2 separate regions of the Rattus norvegicus genome follow, and region 1 is linked to region 2. The links are chromatin contacts, called in public Hi-C maps. All regions are on one chromosome and are shown on one strand. The core of a region is the stretch at or near the end of the contact, and the rest is flanking DNA. Distances in the headings are between cores, read along the strand shown.

Region 1 (5,251 bases), core at 2,364-4,863, 130 kb before region 2:
CCTGAGTTTGATGCCCAGAACCCACATGGTGGGTTTTCTGTGCTTTTCTTTCTTTCTTTTTTTTCTTTTGTTCTTTTTCTTTTTTTCTCTTTTTTCTTTTTTTCTGTGCCTTTTCAACCATATCAGTAAGGTATGTGACGCCCACAGGCCCTGTGCCCTCAGATCCTCCAGCCCTTAGCAGCCTAAACATGGCAGGCAAAGTGACAAGGTAAAACACAGGGTCATCGTGGTTGGGTCAACCAAATCACCCCAACACTCTCTATTGCCACCTCGGAAACAAGAAACCGCCTTGTACACATTTTTATTTGCATATCAGCTTGAGTTCTCTCTTTAAGTGCAAAAAGGCCATTAATCCAAGTTAGTGACAAAGAACAGACCAACCCCCCTCCTCCCTCCTCTACCCATTTCCCTCTGCCAGGCTTAGTAAGCACTTAAAATACATAAGGAGTTAAAACGCCACCCAGGCAACCAGGCTCCACGGGCTTTGAGATGCTATATAAATCAACATATAAAAAAATTAAGTGTGTCTATAGCCATACCACCCTGAACACACACTCTCATCAAGTAAAAACAAGATGATAAAGAGGGCTACTGGAAGATGGGCACGGTGGTACATGCCTTTAGTCCTGGCACAGGCAGGTAACCAGATCTGTGAGTTCAAGGCCAGCCTGGTCTACATTAATTCCAGACATGGTCAACATGGTGAGATCCAGGCCAGCCAGGGCTATAGAGAGAGACCCTGTCTCAAACAAAACAAAACAGAAAGAGGGTCACTGAGCCAGATGTAGTGTCACACACCTGTAACCTCATGCTCTGGGCACTAAGGTGGAGGACTCCTGTGAGTTTAAGACCAATTATATATGGAGCACCTGGCCATCAGGGCTGCATAGCAAGACTCTGTCTCAAATAAAGATATAGAGACAGAGAAGGAAAGAAAAAGAGAGGAGAGAGAAGGAGGCAGGGAGGGACAGAAGAGAAGAAAGTAGAGAATGAGTGTGGAAAGGGGAGGAAAGGTGTGGTCAGTGCTGCCTGCCCCTGCAGCCTCCATTTTCAAATGTGGAGGAAGAGGCAGCCCACAGAGGAGAGAAGTATCCTAGCAGCTAACACCACGCAGGCAGGGTGCAGGCAGGGTGCCGGGGCACTGGGCTTCCCTTACAGCTGTTCTTCTTGCTCTCTGTGTTCCATGTCTGCTCTGGTGTCAGCCCTTAGCACCCTGAGGCTCCTAGCCTCTCCCGCCCCTGCCCTGGGGCCTCTCTTGGGCAGGGTTGGCAACCTGGGAGTGTGCCAGAAAGCTTTCCTGCGCATGTGAAACCAGGAGAAGCGTCCTGGGGTCTGGAACCTCACTGTCTTTACCTGTTTCCGGGCTCTAGATCCCGAATCAGCTGAGGCTTCCAGTATAGCTTGAGGTCCAGCCTCCTCCCTCTGGTCATGGAGGACCCCTGCCCTCTGGTCAGCTAGGACCTCCACCCTCTGATTTTCTGTAGCACCAGTGCTTTGGTTAACTGGGCCCTCTGCCCTCTGACTATCTATGGCTTCTGCCCTCTGGTCAGGTAGAACTCCTGCCCTGAGATTAGCTGCAGCTTCTATCCTTGCACTAGCAGCAGTCTCTGCTCTTGGAGTAGCTACAGCCTCTGCCCTTGGACTAACTGTAGCCTCTGCCCTTGGACTAGCTGCAGCCTCTACCCTTAGACTAGCTGCAGCCTCTACCCTTGGACTAGCTGCAGTCTCTGCCCTTGGACTAGCTGTAGCCTCTGTCTTCTGGTTAACTTCAGCCTCTGCCCTTGGACTAGCTGCAGCCTCTGCCTTTGGACTAGCTGCAGCCTCTGCCCCTGGACTAGCTGTAGCCTCTGCTCTTGGATTAACTGCAGCCTCTGCTCTTGGATTAGCTGCAGCCTCTGTTCTTGGATTAACTGCAGCCTCTGCTCTTGGATTAGCTGTAGCCTCTGCTCTTGGATTAGCTGCAGCCTCTGCTCTTGGATTAGCTGTAGCCTCTGCTCTTGGATTAGCTGCAGCCTCTGCTCTTGGATTAGCTGCAGCCTCTGCTCTTGGACTAGCTGCAGCCTCTGCTCTTGGATTAGCTGCAGCCTCTGCTCTTGGATTAGCTGTAGCCTCTGCTCTTGGATTAGCTGCAGCCTCTGCTCTTGGACTAGCTGCAGCCTCTGGCCTCTGGCTAGCTGCAGCCTCTACCCCATGTTCAGCTGCAGCCCCTGCTCCCTGGTTTTCTGCAGCCTCTGGGGGCTCTTCAGCTGTCCCGTGAGCCGAGGGTGGCACCTGCTCCTTCCTGCATCGTCTCAAGGAGACCCACTTGATCTTGGGCTTCCAGCGTCTAGTAATCAGTGTCTGGTCGCTCAGGTCTCCTGTGTTTCTGGAGCTATCATCCAGGTCTGGGCTGGTGTGGCTGTGTCTCATTTCTCCAGCCCTCTCAGCTATGGAGGACTGCTGGGCCTGGCCCACCTCGGAGCCTGATCTGGGCGCCCAGCCTTTCACCCTCTGTTTCAGCTTCCCCCAGGACACCTGGCTGACATACTCCCGCCATCTGTCCCCCTTGGATGGCTGGGGCCCCAGGTTATTCTCAAACATGGGCACTGGAAGATTGACTCGGCGCCGTGGAGGAGGCGCGCTGGGCTTCTTCTCCCCGCGGCGGAGGAAGGCCTCTACCAGCTCCTGATCATCCTCGCTCTCATCGCTGCCCAGGAATTTGCTGCCCAAGTAACTGACCGGCATTTTGCGCACCTTCCTGGTCTTCCCGGAGCCCCTGTTGCCTTTGACTTTGGATGTATCGAAGTCACTCAACTCGCTATCGCTGCCATTGCTGCTGTCGTAAGTGCCTACAACCAGCCGAAGTGGAGGAGTGACCATCTGCGGGACTCTCCTCACTCTGGGCACCTTGGCTTTTTTGGGGGGCTGGGGTGGATGTGGAGTACTCTTTTCGATGATACGAGCCACATCTTCCAGGGTGCGGCCCTCCTCCTGCAGAAACTGGATCAGCCGCTCCCGAAACACAGCCTCCTTAGTGGCAGGCTTGGAGATGACTCTCCACACGCCCCCAGCCAGCCGGACCTCCCGGGGGATGAGCAGATAGTCAACATCCTCCCCAATCTGCAGCATCCCCACCGTGGAGTCCTCCTCTTTGCGGAACACCTTCCCGATCTTCTTGAAGGTGCCCACAGGCCTTAAGGCCTCCACTAACACATCCAGATCGACATCTTTGCAGACGTCGGGGACACTCCAGAGGATCAGGCAATCGGGAGAGGGGAGGAAGCCCCAGGGGAACCATCCCCCCACGTGGCTTTTCTCGAGAGTCTTTAAGATCTCCAGTGTGGACTCCCGAGTTGGGGGCAAGAAGCCCAGGCTCTCTCGGCTTCTAGTCTTGGGGAGGGAGCAGTGGAGGGTCCCAGCAACTCTGCTCACGCAGTGTCGCCTCCCTGTAATTTTCTCTTCAGGCGACAAGTCCAAGTTGGGTTCCCCCAACCCCCTCGGAGTTGTATCAAGGAGTTTTCCAGGATGCTTACATGAACCGAGGCACGCTTAGTCCCGAGGCTCAAAGCTCAGTCCAAACTGGAATCGCCAGTGTCCCTGCTCCAAGTTGGAAACGCACGAGCTCCGATCGCTGCTCCCTTGCCCCAGACACCGGGATGAAGTTGAAAGTTCGTGGGAGGACTCTGCAGACAAAGATGGCTCAGCGTGGCCGTTCAATATGGCGAGGCGCTTAAAGGCCTCCGCCCAGCCCCGAGGAGGGTCTCCCGCCCCCAGGCAGGCCGCCACCCTCTCCAAACTGACCTTGCGCTCAGTCTGCGGTGGAGCTGAGAGCGGCAGGAAGTTTCTGGGCGCCCTCCCCTCCTGGGTGAGGCCCACCTTCTCCTTCTCATCTTACACTCTAAGCCTGGGAAGACTGGCAGCGGGGCTGTCCACTCCCTTCAGGGCAGCCTCCCTCTCCTCCCCCACAGAGGTGTGGCTGTCCCTCAGAGCCTCACTGGGGCCAGGGCTTCTCTTAGCTACAGCCAAGACCCACGTCATCATCCTTCCCGAAAGGCAACGGGGGTCCCAACCTGCCATCCTTGACCCAAAAGCCCAAGAGGTGTGGGTGCCGATGTCCCAAATCCTTTGAAGGCCATTGCAATTATGAATGTCCGTTTAAAATTAAGGCGATGGAACCAGAGAGGTGGCTCAATGGTTAGGAGCATGGGTTGCCCTTGCAACCCCTTAACCTGGATTTGACTCCCAGAACCCATATGATGGCTCACAACCCTCTGTATTTCCAGTTCCAGGGGATCCAACACCCTCTTCCGATCTCTGTGTGCACTTACATACGTGATTTGCGTGTGTGCACAGAGAATACATTCATGCACATAAAAAGGGGGCCCACAAGATAACTCGGTAAAATGGGGTTGGGGATTTAGCTCAGTGGTAGAGCGCTTACCTAGGAAGCGCAAGGCCCTGGGTTCGGTCCCCAGCTCCGAAAAAAAAAAAAAAAAAAAAGAACAAAAAAGATAACTCGGTAAAAACATGCAAGCCTCATGGCCTGAATTTAATCCCAGCATCCACATAAAACCAACTCTATAAAGTTATTATTCAGTCTCCACATGTGCACCCCTACACACAGATTATACACATATAAATTCACACACGATGAAAACGTTTTTAAAATAAAATCTTTTCTTGGGGCTGAAGAGTCGGCTCCTTGGTTAAGAGCACTGGCTGCTCTCTCCGAGGACCTGGGTTCAGTTTCCAGCACCCACATAATAGCTCACAACCATCTGTAACTCCACTTATAGGGAATCCAACACTCTCACACTGATATACATCAAAACACCAATGCACATAAATATTTTTAAAGCAAATCTTTCTCTTTTTTAAAAAGATTTAGTATTTTATGTATTTTTGTACACTGCTGCTGTCTTCAGGCACACCAGAAGAGAGCATCATATCTCATTACAGATGGTTGTGAGCCACCATGTGTTTGCTGGGAATTGAACTCAGGTCCTCTGGAAGAACAGCCAGTATTCTTAACCTCTGAGCCATCTCTCCAGTCCCAAATAAATATATTTTTAAATAAAAAATAAAACATTTTCTAAAAATAAAAAATCTTTCATTTCACAGAGAAATGCCTTCAGTTCTTAATTTATGTGTCCCACGTGGCCTCCACTTTCAGTAATCCTCCTGCCTCAGTCTCTGTCACTAGGTTTTACTTAGGTCACCATATCAGGCTTAAGCAATACAACAAAAGCCAAGTAAGGAAGTGACTCTAATA
Region 2 (4,826 bases), core at 1,041-3,540:
ACTTCCCCATCTTTCCCGTCTTTACGTTCCAGTGCCCTTCATCTGTGTTAAGAAGTCCTTCTGCAAGTCTAACCCAAGTCCTCCTTGCTGGAAGGGATCTTTTTCCTTCCTAGGGGCAAACAGGACCCCTCTCTCTATACACAACATCCACGCCTCTCTCTACAATACCTCCACTCTGAATGTGACATGCCCACATCATGTCCCAGAGTCACCAAGTCTAACTTTGGGGGGTTTTTGTTTGGCTTCATAGGGATCGTGTTTCTGAGTGGTGGACAGAGATCTTGGCTGTCTTATAATCAGGGGTGACCCGACTTTCTCTTCAGAAGGACCCAGGTACCCTCAACACCAGAGGTGTATATATTTAGCGCTTTTCTACTCCCCCATCAGCCAGGCTCCTGTCCCAGTCTGCCACCGCCTCCTCTTTGAAGCTGGGCTGAGCCTTGACTGCTCACAGTGGGGAAGGGACGGAGTGTAAGGGACAGGTCCTCTCTCCCATCACCACTTCACGCCAGCCAGGAGTAAGCACTGAGAAGCCGGGCAGAGAGTGAGGAGGGAGAGAGGCCAGACCACTACTGCTCTGCAACGGTGCCTTCTCCCACCCTCTCTTAGTGGGTTGGATGGAGGGGTCTGGCAGAGCCCAGGCGGCTTAGGGCAGGGGGAACGGCTGAACACCTCCCCTCCTCCGTAACTTTTGGAGGGGGCGGGGCCTCCCACAGCTGTTTCTGCTTGGAGAAGAATGTGTAAGGTCCCACTCCTTGCACGGTCAGGCCGGTTGGGGGTGGGGCTGGGCGTCTGGCCTCAGCCTCTTTCCCCATTTCCCATCTGGGGAGGGGGCAGCCGAGGTCAGCAACAGCCAGAGACCCCTCCCAACCCCCACAGCCTCGGCTCAGGTTTCCCTAAACGGGAAGCTCTGACCACACACAAGTACACACATAGAGGCTTAAGGACCGGCATGGGATGGGCCAGGGGAGTGGGCTGGGGGAAGGGAAGAGAGATTGAGACAGACGTTAGGCAGACAAGCACTGGGGCCTAGAGACGGACCACGACCCCATCTCTATTCTCCCCAGGTCTTGGAAGATCACAGAGACAGCGACGGGGTTAAGGGAATGAAACAGAAATTCTATGGTATGGAAAGGAAGGAACATCAACCTGAAAGGGTTTCCAGATTTAAGGAGTTATCATATAGGGAGGGAGAAAGAGCTGGGGCCTTTTCAATTTGAAAGTCATCATTAGAGTGCCACGGAGAATCATACTCTCTCTCCCCTCACTCCCCAGCCACCTTCGCCTGGCCCCTTATTACTGAGCCATGGGACCCCAAGTAAAAGTGTCATCGGGTTGATCAAAATGTCCCCGGGGGTCCTCAGGGACTGTAAGCTTCTCAGCAGAGGGTCTCTCCCTCCAGAGGCCTGAAATTCCCCTTCCCCCACCCCGCCCCCTCCAGGGATCTCCAAGCACCCGGGAGACTTAAGCAAAGATGGATCACTTAAGGAAAGATGGATCCGGGGTAGCGGGGCCCAGAGGGAGGTTATATTTGAATGCAGGCTGTGTGACCTTGGGTGAGTCTCTTCCTGTCTCTAAGCCTCAGTTTCTTTCTCTGTAAAATGGGGACTTTCAAACCCTCATGAGATGGGAAGACTGTAAGAGGTCGAATGTTAGTCTTAGCACACACTAGGCGTCCAGGACGGTTAACAGGGTCCATGCTGAGAGTCCAACGGAGGCCGTGCATCCTTCCTATCAGGTCTATTTGGGGATAGGGGAGGCCAGGTTTCCAGTCTTATCTCTCGTCTGTCTTTTCCCCCTGCCTGCTATCCTACCCTAGGACCGGTGTGCTGAGCATACACTACCAAGACAGACAGACCCACACAGGAGCAGGGAGGTGGGGAAACGGATGGGGGATGGAGGGATGCATGGATGGACGCACGGACAGGCGACCCCTCACCAGCTGCTCCTCCAGGGCTGCCGCGGCCCTACGCGCCGCTGCCGCATCCTCGTCCTCCTCGGCGTCCTCCTCGTCCTCCGCCTCGGCGCCCCCCATCCCGGGCTGGGCCAGCCGCAGCGCCTGCTGCACGCGGTATTCCTGCCTCTCTCGGAGCCAATGCAACTCGCAGAGCCCGGCCAGGCTGCCTTCCAACCATCCCCGCAGCCGACCCCGCTCCGGGCTCACCGGGAACGAGAAGGCCCGGATCATGGCTGCGGCCCCCCGCCCCAGCCCGGCCGGGCCCCACGGCCGCCCCTCTCGCCGGTCCCACCTCCCCGCCCCAGCAGCCCGCCCGCCCGCTGGCCGGGCTGTCACCGTCTCATCTGCATAGGCGCCCGCCCATTGGGCCGCCCACCCGCGCCTCATCTGCATGATCACGCCCAGGGAGGCACAACAACGACCTACTATTGGTTGCTGCCTTCCGTGACGCAAGGCTCCGCCCCGCCCTGTTTTTCTCCTTAACGCAAGCCGGTGGCTACCTATGGCATATCAGACTCGCCACGCCCCTTTGTGCTGCGCCTTAGGGGCTGTGGCCACGCCTCCTCATATCACAATGAAACAAGCCCGCCCTTGCCCCAATTCCATTGGTGTTAGCCGCTTGGGTCTGTAGCTGGTCCCGCCCCCTTGCGGGCGAGCTCTGGCTGCCATTGGGCTCTCTAGGTCGAGGGGAAGGGTGGTCTATAAATAGAGATTGTATCCACGTGACAGCTCCGCAGCTGCTCTTGCCGCCCCTCCCGAACTTTCAGCTTCTGAGTCTGCGCAGAAGGATCATCAGAGAGGATTGAATCCGGATCACGCCTCCTCTTTCAGGCAGCTTTCCCAGACCCTCAGAAGCAAACCGCACTTAATATCTTATGGTTCGAGTACGCTTTTAAGCCGGACCGGCTCAAACCGTCTTGGTAATTCCATCACAAAGGAGGCTGAATCAGTAGGATAAAAGGCCAGCCTGAGCTACATAGTGAATTTCTAACGAGTATGGATTACACAACGAGTTTCTGTCTCATCAAAACAGAACACTTATGGAATTACAAGACCGTGGATGAAATATTCTATGATTTGACCAGAAGAGAATCTGAGGTCTTTTTTGTCTTCCAGGTGCGGTGGAGCTGAGTTCCACCAGTCTGAGCTCGCAGGGGCTTTTGTTCTCGGTTCTAAGAGGCTTTGTTCTCAGTCTTCTGAGATGCTCTGTTCTCAACGTTCTGTGGTCCTAAATCAGCCTCCCTGCTTTCGAAGGCTGCATCCTGCCTCCCTTCACTGGGCAAGCGAGGCTAGCGCCCCCTCACGCGGCCGGCCTGTGTCACTACACCCTGTGTCCGCAACGTTTGTGAAATAGCCCATTTCTCAGGGGGACCTTTGACTCCTTAAAAGATATGTAAGGGAGGATGGGGCAGGAGAATGGCGGTGAGTTCGAGGCCAATGTGGGCTAACTATGAGAGCCTGTTAGAAAAAGAAAAACATAGCGTGAAAATGTCTTTTTATAATCTTTTATGATCATCTGGCAATAACCGACCTTGATGTGGTGAGTCTCTGTCACTTGAAGGCTGAGTAACGCTAGGAAACTATTTAGTCTCTCTGTATTCTTCATCTGCACGTTAAACAACATAATTATGTTTTGTTTTGCTTTTTGAGGGTTTCACTAAGTAACCCTGGCTGACCTGTAACTATGTAGACCAGGCTGACTTGTAACTTAGAGGTGGGCCCTGCTCTGGGTCGTATCTGACTCCCCCTTCCCACAGTGCTCATATTAAAGAGTGGGCACATAGAACCCTGTTTAACATATTTGGAGTAATGGCTTCTACCACTCAAAGAACTGAGCTCTGTGCATGGTGGGTCATGTCTGTAACCCCAGCACTGGGGCTGGAGAAATGGCTCAGCGATTTAAGAGTGCCTGTTGCTCTTCCAGAAGACATAGGTTCGGTTCCTGGCACATGGAGGGAAAAAGAGGCTCACAATCCCCTGTAACTCCAGCATCAGGGGATCCATTGTCCTCTCCTGGTCACCTCAGGCAACTGCCCCATGAGTGGGCACACCCATGAATGTGTGTACATGCACATACACAATTTGATATATTTCATCTTTTAAAAATTCTCACGGTGCCAAGGGTGGTGACTCTGGTCTGCTACCCCATTACTCCAAATAATTATGCAGGAAGATCTGCAGGTCCAGGCTAGCTTAGACTACATGGCAAGACCAGACAAGGCTGGGGATCAGGCTCAGTGGTTGAGGCTTTGTCTAGAATCCTATTAGTTTCGACTCCCAGTACAGAATAATCATGCCAAATGGATCCTCAGTTTACTGTTAGCTGTTGGAGGGTTGAGAGCTAAAAGTCAGGGTGGCCAAGCAACTGGAGAACTGGGCGGGATCCAAAGTTAAAAAGGACAGCATGATGACACACACCCTTAATCCCAGCCCTTAGGAGGCAAAGGTGGATGGATAGTGAGTTCTAGGCCAGCCAGGTAGAGGGACTCTGCCAAAAAAAAAAAAAAAAAAAAAATCCTTTCCCCACAGCCTCAGGGCCAAGATGGGAAAGATGGATGGAAGCTTAGATGTTCTCCTACACACACCTGGCCATGCTCTCCGACTGTTTCAGGCTGCCCTATTTCTCATGTCCCCTGCCTACTCAGGACTGTCCCCAGGTCTCATCTGTTTCTCCATGCAATGGTAGCAGGGTGTGAGGTGTCATGGTCACTACCCCATACCCAGAATCACTTAGCACAGGGACAGAAATGGACAGGAGAGAAGGAGCCATTGCAATAGAAAACACTAAGGCTCGGAAGGCAGCTCAACCGGGCCAGTGCTCGCCATGAAAACTCAGATTCCCAGGCTCCATGCAAAAGGCCAAATGTAA

What was found. Hi-C and Micro-C count contacts between places; a contact is called where the count stands out from the background.
Region 1: a contact with region 2 is called in a Hi-C map of Schwann cells, with 2.7 times the contacts expected there. The contact joins the promoter of Ccdc8 here to the promoter of Dact3 in region 2. A contact is called at or near these places in 2 of 12 Hi-C or Micro-C datasets (the A7r5 cell line and Schwann cells).

Annotation. Positions count from the first base shown.
Region 1 is chr1:86,805,969-86,811,219 of GRCr8, reverse strand. Ccdc8 (coiled-coil domain containing 8) reads right to left here and starts at 3,613. Exons shown (of 1, transcript NM_001009533.2): 1 at 285-3,613. The coding sequence starts at 3,108. The coding sequence ends at 1,153.
Region 2 is chr1:86,672,457-86,677,282 of GRCr8, reverse strand. It overlaps Dact3 (dishevelled-binding antagonist of beta-catenin 3), which reads right to left and starts at 2,290. Exons shown (of 4, transcript NM_001191947.2): 1 at 1,940-2,290. The coding sequence starts at 2,188.